2 separate regions of the Mus musculus genome follow, and region 2 is linked to region 1. The links are chromatin contacts, called in public Hi-C maps. All regions are on one chromosome and are shown on one strand. Each heading gives the region's core, a stretch centred on a gene start, on an enhancer-like site or on the middle of the called end of the contact. The rest is flanking DNA. Distances are from core to core; before and after follow the strand shown. Region 1 has its middle 50 kb from the start of Gm34486. Region 2 has its middle 69 kb from the start of Gm34544.

Region 1 (5,672 bases), core at 1,945-4,444:
GACGGGCGAGACGGGAATAACGTTGCATGCACCCAGAGTGCCACCTAGTGTCTGGAAGTGGAAGTGACAGTCTCCAGTCCGCAGGGCTTAGTTTAGCTGAAAAACCAGCCAGGTGTTCTTTCCCTTGAGCAAAGCGGGCAATTAGGTTGTCAGAGAATCTGCAGGCATGGTGAACTTAAACAGTTGGGGATTTCTTGGGTATTTAGGGTGTAATTATATAATTAAAGTATATGCTTTACGTTCTAGTTAGAGCATAAGGGCTCAATAAGTATCAGGGTCATCTATAATATAATTTATATACAGAGATAATATAATTATATAAACGTTATATAATTATATAATTAAATTATATAGTATATGTTTTAGTTAGAAAGTAAGTGCTCAATAAACATCAGCTTAATACATAATATAATAATATAATTTATATATGTATATAAATTATATAATTGTATAATTATATAACCAGTATTAAATTATATAGTACATGCTTTATGTTCTACTTAGAGCATAAGTGCCCAATTAATATCAGCTTCATCCATAATATAATAATATAATTTTATATATTATATAATTTATATAATATATCATATTATTAATGTTATATAATTATACAACTAAGTTATATAGAATAGCATATCCTTTATGTTCTACTTAGACCATAAGTGCTCAGTAAATATCAGCTTCATCCGAAAGGGAGTCCCAGTTGCACATATCTTACCATCGTGTTAAAAGAGAAGAAGAAAGAGGACCACCCCTGCCCTATTCCAATGACTCTGTCTCCTGGTCACCCACAGGGTCCAGTCTTCCTCTCCTGCAGCTGCTGCTGCTTTCTGGCAGCCTGACGCTATCACTGTCTCTACAGTATCAACTATGTCTCTTCTGAACCCTGTCCCCATCACTAACCGCCCCTCCCGTGACCCTTCAAGTGAGAGAGAATGGTCGTCCTGACACCCAAGATCACAGTAAAGCTGACACCTCCCCGTTCCCATCACCCACCGCCCCTGCTCCCCGCCACCCCAACCCCAACACCCCCCCCCATCTCTCCCACTGGGTCCACAGAGACACCCAAGCTCCCACCCAATGCCATCTGCATGCCATAGCCAGGGATCTTCTCCTGCCATTCTCTCCCTGTTTGGTTTAGTTTCATTTCTGAGACACAGTCTCACTATGTAGCCCAGAGTCTCATTACGTAGCTAGAACCAAACTCTAAATCCTCCTGCCTCGGCCTCCAGCGTGTCGTCGATGTTATAGACAAGCCAGAGTCGCCCAGCTTCCTATCCAATCTCCAAAATGTGTTTCTTCATGACAGCGTCTTTTAGTCCCCAGAGCTCATGTAGTATTTTTCTCTTTTTATTCAATGTAGGCTTCTCTTGATATGCATGTCTTCTTATCTCACCTTTCAGTTACTTAATTAGCTTCTCCCCCTCCCCCTCCCCTGCTGGACTCCACATTGCTCAAGGGTGCCTGCTCATTTGCAAAGGGTGACAGAGCAGTCAGTACTTAACATAACAGCACAGGCTGCACATCCAAATTGCCTGGTGTAGCTCTCTGCCACTCGCTGCCTGAGTGCATCTGGCAAGCATAACTTCCTTAGGCTTTGTTTCTTGATCTGTAAATGTTCTATATTTAGAAAGGTTAACGCATGCCAATCCGAGGTCCACCTTTACCACACTGAATAACCATCCAGTTTTTTGGTTGGTACTTGAAGGCAATAGACGCCATATTTCAAAGTAAAGCCATCACAGAGCTCACAAGGTGGCGGGGAGGGTCGGAAACCAAATCAGCTTGGTAGCCAGAAAAATGGAAGATAAGGAAGACAGATTTTATGATGTGATAGAAATCTGTGAAATCAACCTTATCAAAAGCCTATCGCCGAGGAGGCCCCAGGAGTGAACTTAACGCTGTCGTTTAGCTGACTTGTGGTGCCGAGATGTTGTCTGAATAGTTAATGTCCATCCCCACAGATGAATGGTGCTCACAACCTTAATCAGAAAAGCTTTTCTTTGCAATGCGCAATGCTGGGTGAAGAGGCCACGCAGCTGCTCAGGTGCCGCAAACAAGCGAGGGCTGAGCCCCACCGCTCTATACCACCACATAAAGAGAAGAGCCGATGTGGGAACAGAAAGATCGGGAGAGAGGCTTGGAAATGCTGGCTTCCGGGCATGGCACAGCCGAGTGCTCATAGCAGCTGTGACTGTCTACAGTCGAGCCTCCCAAAACCATGTCTATGAATAATCAATCACGAAATGGGAAGGGGGCCGTCATCCTGCTCACCCCTGCTGAAGTAGTCCCTGCGGTCCTGACTCCTCCAGGATGGCAAGCGTTGCTTTAAAGAGGAATAGCTGCTGCCCTGGAAAGTGGAGCAAGACAGGGCAGACATAACTCTGACCTGAAGTACACTTGTGACAGAGAAACAAGTTTCTTTAGGAAGCTCCAGAGTAGACAGGCCTTCAGAACTGTCTCAATGAGGACAGGGACCTGGCTTCTGTCCCCACCATCACCGGGAGTCTCCTCTGGGAAGGAATGACAGTGTGCCGCTGCAGTACCACTGAGGCTAGGAGACCTGAGAACAGACATTGTATCTACAATTGGACATCAATACCCCACCTAGCCTGTGGCAGAGCCCACCTCTATTCCTCTACTGTGAATATCAAAATCTCTCGGTGAGTAAACAAGACGTTTCTCAGAAGTTGCCACACTGTCTCAGTTTCTCCAACCAGCTGGGGAGATCAAAGAAAACACCGGCTCTGAGATGAAAGTAGCCTGTGATCAGCTTATCTATCTGCCCTGAATCCCAGTTCTGAGGACCGACCCAGGATCTGCCAGAGGAGCAGATGCTCCAAGGCCCCTCCAACTGCCACCAGCAGGATACCATATTATTATCTCAAATCAAGTAGGCCCCTGGATGTTCTTAAGGAGCTTTTTGAGCCAGAAAAACTCCTATTTTTACATTTTATATTTAGTCTAAACCCAGGAAATGTGCCCAGTCCCTTGGCCAAATCCATTGAGATTAAGAAAATCTGATGTCTCAAGCCTCCTCCGTGGGAAAACTATGTTTGCACTTTTTTTTTTCCAAACAAACATTACCTCAGTGTCGACTTTGTGCCAGCAAATCTGGTTGGCACTGAGAACAAAGAGATAAACAAGACACAGGGCCTGCTTTCTAGGGTTTCAAAGGTTGTCATGGAAAAGGGACGGATGGGACCCAGCGCTATGGAGCAGAGCACTCTAGACTGGTTGGAAAGAAAATCCTTCACTAGACCAAGGCAATCTGCTCTTCCAACCGCTCTCTGAACTGTGCCAAATGGTGCTAATATCCATCGCCAAAATCTCAGTGGGGAAGACCATTGCCAGGCCATGCTGAGGCTCCTCGGAATCCCGGCAATATTTGAACAACTCTCGGCAGGGAGGAGGCTCATTATGAGTCCTGCAGATAGCTCTGTGATGGCAAGCTTCCTTTCTGCAAACTCTAAAATACTTTGTTTCTTTGAGCCAGGCCCTTTCATGAAAGGCCAGACCAGCCTACACAGTGGATCTGCTCCAGGCTGAGCAAAAGCTCTGGGGTTTGGCAGCATCTGCCATGGAATGCCAGGGTCATTCAAACTCTGGGTCCCCAGGAGATGGAGTCAAGACATACAACACCCTGTTCGTCCTCTCTACTTCTGTATCAATGCTTAATTTGTAGGCCACTACTTGTGAACTACTGCAAGTCACAGAAAAGAAATCCTGTACTAACCAGCATTGTAACTGTTAAAAAAGCCCCCTTGTCTACACAGGAAAATGCTTTAGAGATCCTTGGCTTCCTCGTTTCTTTATTATGAAGGAAATAAGCCCTTGGCTATCATCAGTCAAGCCTATCAATAAATGGACTCTGCAACAACTGGCTGTCTGTGAGTCAATCTGTTAGGCTCCTAGCAAGAAAAGACAACTGCTCGTTCCAATGAGACTGGTCGGTGCTCGGAATCATGGAAGCGCTGTTTGCACTTGAGTCTCACTCGCAGGTGAAGACCTAATGGATCGGCCTCAGCAACAGAGAAGATCATAGGAGGTGTGATCCTGGCAAGTTATACAGACATGAAGGGTAAACTGAGGTGGAGCCTGTGTGGGGTCCTCACTGTAACCACAGACAACGGGGTTGGCACTCGCTGGACTGGAAACAACCACATCTGGGTGCCAAAGTCTAGGAGTTTTGATCTCTGTTTTACTTCTATGCTCCTAGGTGACCTTGGGGCTTCTCTGGCCCTCGGTGTTTTTATCTGTAAAGTGGGGATGCTAATAGTCCCTAACCCACAAGCCGTCATATTAGATGAGGTTAGACCAGAAGAGATTTAAAGCATAATGGAACAAGTATGGTGGCTCATCCCTGACTTCCTGACTCTCAGAGGGCTGAGATAGGATGATCAGGAGTTCTAAGCTAGATTTAACTAGTGGTTTGGCAAGACAGGCTGTGCTACATGAAACAGTATTGCCAAAAAAGAGGGGGCAGAGAAAAAGTAGGCTGGGGATATAGCTCTAAGGCGGAGTACTTGCCTAGTATGCTCAAGGCCCTGGGGTCTAACCCCAGCACCACCAAAAAGAAATCAGCAGAATGGATATTCTGATTGCCGTGTATAACAATTGCTCTGTGATGCACAGGTAATGTCATTATTCACAACACAAATCGAGCAAGACTACCTGTACCAGCCCAGTAATATTCTTCCTTAGCAGTGGCTACATTGCCAAAAGTTCCAGAAGGACAGCATATTTAAACAACTGAATTTTACATGAAAGTGTCTAAGAAAAAAACAAAGACAGTAGCCTTTGGCAGGGTGGTGGGACCCAAAGACAGGTAAGCAGGGATGAGAACAGCACTGAGCCTTCTTTGGTACCCTTCACTGAGTGCCTATGATCTATTCTAGAAAATAATTACTTTAAAAGGGGTGACCCATAGCCATGCAGCAAAGAAACCAATATTGGCTAGCTAGGTACTTTCATGGGGCGGCAAGACAGCTCAGGGCTAACTGCATGGAGCTAAGATCGCATGCTTTAAGCTTTACCATGCGAACTCCCTTGATCCACACCCCACCCTACCCTGTGAGGATAGTATGGTAGCTTGCTTGACACAGATGAGGTCGAATTTGTACGCCCAGGTTATAAAAAGGGAAGGACAAAGGTTAATAATGTGTTCATTTACCCAGCACATCCTCAACAGAACCCTGACTGGGACTCGGGCTCTCTCACTCTGCAAGTATACAGATCTATGAATATAGTAACTGGGGTGTGTGTGTGTGTGTGTGTGTGTGTGTGTGTGTGTGTATGTGTATAAATATACTTGGTTGTAGGGGTGCATGCATATGTGCATTTGGGTATGTGTACACATGTGTGTGCACCTGTGTGGAAACCAGAAGTTGATGTCAGGTACCTGTATTTTTTGAGACAGAGTCTCTCACTGAACCTGAAACTCCATCAATTACTCTGGCTGTCTGACCGACTAATGAGCGTCTGGGATCCTCCTTTCCCAAGCTCTGGGGTTACAAAACACACCACCATGCCTGGCTTTTTCTGTGGGTTCTAGAGATTCATAGAAAAGTCCTTAATGCCTCCATGGCAGGTGATTTCCTGACTGAGCCACCTCCCCAGCCCAGGGAGTTGGGACAAACTCACATGAACTGATGAACGAGGGTTCCCAAGTG
Region 2 (5,503 bases), core at 538-3,037, 260 kb before region 1:
CCTGCAAATTTTGATCTGGGATGGTGGGGATTAGTTTAATGTAAGAATGAATAAGGGGGAGGCAAGGTTCAACCCATACCAATAAATAGATTGTTGGAGAAATGACAGGAACTAAAACTAAAAAATCTACTTAAAATCACTGATTCGTGGTGATTAGTGAGACCTGAGCCCAGGCCATTGTCCCCCCAGACTCAACAAACTGGGGACATGGTGTTCTTTCTGAGACACTATGACATGCACATTTATGACTCTAATTCCCCGGGTGAAGGAAGGTGATAGATGAGTGCAATGCCTATCTCTCTCCCATTAGTCTCAGACCTCTCTTTGGATAATAAATCCTGAAGCTCATCTGAGCGGCCCATCTGCTCTTAAATCACTTGATCAAGAGTCATAGCCCTGGATCTACAGCAGGTCTAGGCAGAGCTAGATTAGATTCCAAACAAACCTTTGTGAGGACCAAGTGACTTTAAATTGACCCAAATTTATCTTCTTAAGAGTTTCATTATTCTGACCAACTCACATTCCCTTTTATCCACAGGACATAGTCTTATGTTTAGTAGTAGTAGTAGTAGTAGTAGTAGTAGTAGTAGTAGTAGTAGTAGTAGTATATTGTTGTTATTATTATTTCCTTATTACAGATTTTCAGTATTTAACATCTGAAGATGTCTGAAGATGTTGTTCAGGCCATGAAATGCAGACTGTTTCTACCTTAGACAACAAAAACTGAAGTGTGACAATGTTCCCTTAACATGAGGTCTTTTACTTCGTTGTGTACTTGTAACAACTACTAGGAAGGACATGTTCAAATCTTCTTAGAGGATGTTTTAAACCTCATGTTGACAAGTTTATTCTACAAGAATAAACTTGGGCATTCCACAAAGCCTAGAGTTATTACTTAAATGGATGTGAAGCAGGGTGTGAATTCTACACATACATTTCAAGCATATTTGCTCATTAGCAAGTGTCCAACCAAGCTGTGTGTTTTTTAATTATGAAATAATAATTATACACCCTGAAAGTGAAAAAAGAACCCTTTTTCATATGAGGAAATTTCAACTACTGTTCTCATATATCTAGAACTTTAAGAGAATTACAACCTATTTTAGACCATCTACAAATTTATCTACTTTTTCTAGATTTATTTTTATTTATGTATGAGTGTTCTATCTGCATGTACACCTGTGTGTCAGAAGAGGGCATCACACCCCATCATAGATAGTTGTGAGCCACCATGAGATTACTGGGAATCAAACTCCGACCTCTGGAAGAGCAGCCAGTGCTCTTAGCAGCGTAAAGAGCCATCTCTCCAGTCTCCATTTTATCTACTTCTTAAGCAATCTTTCGATGTAGTTTCACTCTTGATTTAATGAGAATGAAACACAAAGTAGTGAAGACCAGCCTAGAGAACTGGACTAAATACTAAAATCAGCATTTGAAGCCCAGCCCCTCCTCCCCTTTGTCTCCACCACAAGAGGCAGGGGGGTAGAAAGACAGCTAGTTAGTCAGAAAGATCTAGGCTTTGAATTCCAAAGAAGAAGGGAAGCTGTGCATAGGATCAAGTAAACATGTCCAAACTTTTGACACTGCAACGAAAGCAATGTCGTCTACAAAGGTCACACTAAACCACACTATTGAGTTATATTTTAAAAAGAAAAATCACAAAACACTCTCACAATGTTCTAAGTACATTTGCACAGCTATCCTGGGGGCACATGCAGCCTCTAGAGCTGCAGAGGAAAGGTCTGGCATCAGGGACTAGAGCTGAAACAGTTGAGGTCAGTTCTGGTAGGAGCACAGAATCAAGTGTCCCCTCAGATCATTCGCAGCTCTGTGGGGGACCCGCTTGGCTCCAGGGCTGTGTAGAAGCACTTTTTCTTTTCTAATAAAAGTTGCTTGTAGGAAGCCCTTGATCTGTAGGTATTGACCATGCTGTAATGAGGATAATGAACCTTGAAGGTGATTCTTTCCTTCAGAAAAAAAAAAAAAAAGGGTGGGGGCAGGGGGAGGAGCAGCTACTGAGCATTAACCATTGCATGCCCTATCTGAAGCAGGACAGAGCGGCTAAACTGGTTGGGTGTCAGCTGGCCAGGTGCCCTCCAGACTCCCAGAATGACTCTCCCTTAGAACATCTTTCTTACTCGCATATGAATGGAATGGGTGGATCAAACTGTTTTCTGGTCTTCCTAAATCTCAGTGCCATAATAAGTATCTGGTCACTGACCATATTTAACATTCTCAGCAAATTGACTTCTTTCCCTGTTTGCTCATTTGTTCATACACTTCCCAGAATGCATTTAAGCTTGCCTTTAAAAAGATAGAAGTCAAGTTAGTGAACAAGATACAAATGGATTTGCATGAAAAAGAAAGCTTAAATCCTTGCTTATGATTCAGAAATACAATCTGTCACAAATGACACACTTACATAGTGATACAGTAAATGTGTAGAAAAAGACATGAGATGCTAAAGGGAAATGCCCATCTTCTCTTATGATAGTCACATACATAATTCCTACTTAGTCAGGGTGATTTGGGAGGTTCCGTTATCCTACAGAAGTTCCCCTCAGAGGGTAAGTTGTTTCCCTGGCACCTGCCCCAGCATGGTGTCTGCAACTATTATTTCCTAGTGCCAGAATGCCCATCTCAGCATTCCTGTCAGGATTGATTGCCTCTTCTAATGATAATGGGCTGACAGAAAGGAAGGGAAGAAAGCTACTAAGGATAATGGCTCTACCCAGGTCTCCAAGTTGATCATTCAACCAGAAGGCGACTTGGCAGCCAGTGAAGAGAGGCAAGCTGTTGAGACCTTGCTGGTGCCATGCTCATCCTGAGGTATTTCTGCCTCCTGTCTGCTGCGTGACAGAGTCAAGGATGCTTCAAGCCTTGTCCATTGACCTGCAGTCACTAAATGAAGAACTCCTGACTCAGCGGAGCTAAGTGACAAGGAGGAAAGGTACGCATTTCCTCCCAAAGAGAAAGAACATAGGTGTAGCCTGACTTTGAGAATTTAATTTTTTGTTGTGTTCAAAAGCAGAAGCAGGGATGGAGAGGTGGTTCAGTGGTTAAGAGCACTGGCCGCTCTTTTAGAGGACCTGAGTTCAATTCCTAGCCATTGCGTGGTGGCTCACAATCATCTGTAACTGGGATCTGATGCCCTCTTCTGGTGTGTCTGAAGACACCTATCATGTAGTCATATAAATAAAATAAATTAATCTTTTTTAAAAGAGGAGAAGCAGAGTAGAGAGATGCGGGGGAGGGTTATTCATAAGTAGCAACTGCCAGTCATCACCTGTGAGCTCACTGACATCATATGGCACCATGAGCCATCACTGGACAAGATAGAAAACAGTTGATGCTGGGTACCATTCAGGCTTCACTTCCATCTTTCCTTCTCACTTTTCTCCTTTCTTCCTTTGCTTTACTAGCCTCTCTATATCTATTTATCTATCTATCCATCTATCTACTGAAAGGGCTGCATAAACCCCATTTGTCTCCATTTAAGGACCTGATTTAAAAAAAAAGGCACCAGCTTTAGGAACAGACCTTAAGTCCCAGAAACTAAGTCATAAGACATCAGTTCTAGGGACAGACCATAAAATCCTAAGCAATATCATAAAACCCCCTCCCAAAGAATAGCCTGGGGATAACCACAAAAAAAAAATGGAGAAATGTCTCATCTCAGAATGGGCCATCTGCACTGGGCAGCCCTATCTCATCACATGGTTGAGCGTTCATTACATAGGAATGCAGACCACTGATCACCTGGGAGCCCCTAAAACCCACCAATGAAAACTTAGATGACCTAATTCTTCTAGACAGTTCCCCCAGTTCCCAATAAGAAGGCCTGTATGCCTTTGTCTGAGGTTGCCATTTTAGAAGATGCTGGTTGTTTCTGCAGAATAAACCCTCTTTATTTTTGCATACTGAGTCTGGGGTCTTCCTTCAGTAATTTTTCAGACCCGTACACTATATCTATCTCTCTGTCTCTCTGTCTTTCTCCCTGTCTCTGTCTCTGTCTGTCTGTCTGTCTGTCTGTCTCTCTCTCTCTCTCACACACACAAACACACACACACACATATATACACATGTGTATATACATGTGTGTTGTGTCCAGAGGATAACTTTGCATGTCATTGCTCAGGCCCTTCATTCTCTGTCTATCCCAACACTACTCTGGAACTCACTGAGTAGACTATGTTGCCTGACCAACAGTCAACAGGGAGTCCAAGACAGAACCACAAGTCCAGGTTTTTTGTTTGTTTGTTTATTATTCTATTAAATAAACATAGTTATTAACTTTACATCAAGATTATATCTTCCCTTTCCCCTAATTATTCCAGTCCCTCCCTCTCACCCCACCTCCCTCTCCTCATCCATCCCTCCTCAATTCTCCCCAGAAAAAGAGAGGCCTCCCATGTATATCAACCAGGCTAGGGCAAATAAAGCCACAGCAAGACTGGGCCCATCCTCCTCCATTGTGGCTAGACATGGCAGCCCAGTTAGGGGAAAGGGATCCAAAGGCAGGTGTAGTCAGACTCTGCTCCTGCTTTGAGAGTCCCACATGAAGACCCAGCTGCAAAACTGTTACTTATGTACAGAGGGCCTGGGTACATTCCACACATGCTCTCTGGTTGGCAGTTCAGTCTCTGTGAGCCCCTATGGGGCTAGGTTAGTTGACTCTGTAAGGTTTTCTTGTGGTATCCTTGACCACTTTGGCTCCTGCAATTCTTCTCTCCCACACCCTTCCATAGGACGCCCCAAGCTCCACTCAATATTTGGCTGATGGTCTCTGTATCAGCTTCCAACAATTGCTGGTGAAGCACCTCTGATGAGATTTATGCTAGGCTCCTATCTGCAAGTAGAGTAGAATATCATCAATAGTGTCAGAAGTGGGCTCCCACTCATGGCATGGATCTCAAGCTGGACCAGTGTTTTAACAATGGTTCTAGGAGTTGAACTTAAGTATCTGTACTTGTAAGTCAAGCACTTTGACACCAACGTGGTCATCTCAGCCCCCCTTCTCCACTTCTTACTATAGCTAGCTTTAAGTTGTCAGCATTCTAGCACTAGCTCTTACCCAAAGATTTCATTGTTACTACCTATCCTTCAAGACTCAGTTCAACAGTTCCTTCTTTTCCTGATAGCAAGGACTGACTTTCAGAGCAAGTCACCCACCAAGGCACCAGTTCCCAACATGAATTTCATTTAGACTTAGGAAGTCATAAATGTCTAAAGCACATAGATGATTTCTTAGTCATCTATGTCACCTACAGTGGCATACATCAAGTCACTTAAAATAACACTGAATGAGTTCGAGTGAATGAATGAATAAATATTCATTAACAAATAAATTATAATAATATAATTAATAACTTAATCTTCCTTAATTTTTAAGCCTTAGAAATTATCAATCCAGCATTCTTAGAAGCATAATATACTTTCCAAACAGTACTTTGAAAATTTGCTCATGCTACAATGACTTCAAACATCAATAGTATATTTATTT

What was found. Hi-C and Micro-C count contacts between places; a contact is called where the count stands out from the background.
Region 2: a Hi-C map of cerebellum shows a contact between it and region 1, with 2.0 times the contacts expected there. The contact joins two enhancer-like sites. A contact is called at or near these places in 5 of 484 Hi-C or Micro-C datasets (cerebellar granule neurons, cerebellum and embryonic stem cells), 3 of 115 datasets of contacts at active chromatin or transcription factors (a beta-TC-6 cell line and embryonic stem cells) and 1 of 9 other capture datasets (embryonic stem cells).

What each region holds. Positions count from the first base shown.
Region 1 is chr10:71,474,508-71,480,179 of GRCm38.p6, reverse strand. No RefSeq gene overlaps it. Among named protein-coding and RNA genes, the nearest start is that of Gm34486, 50 kb to the left of the region's middle. Within about 2 kb of position 3,194, at least 17 of the 459 cell types and tissues checked have an H3K27ac peak or open chromatin away from gene starts, as enhancers often do. A contact at or near this core is called in cerebellum, where this site is marked.
Region 2 is chr10:71,731,260-71,736,762 of GRCm38.p6, reverse strand. No RefSeq gene overlaps it. Among named protein-coding and RNA genes, the nearest start is that of Gm34544, 69 kb to the right of the region's middle. Within about 2 kb of position 1,787, at least 4 of the 459 cell types and tissues checked have an H3K27ac peak or open chromatin away from gene starts, as enhancers often do. A contact at or near this core is called in cerebellum, where this site is marked.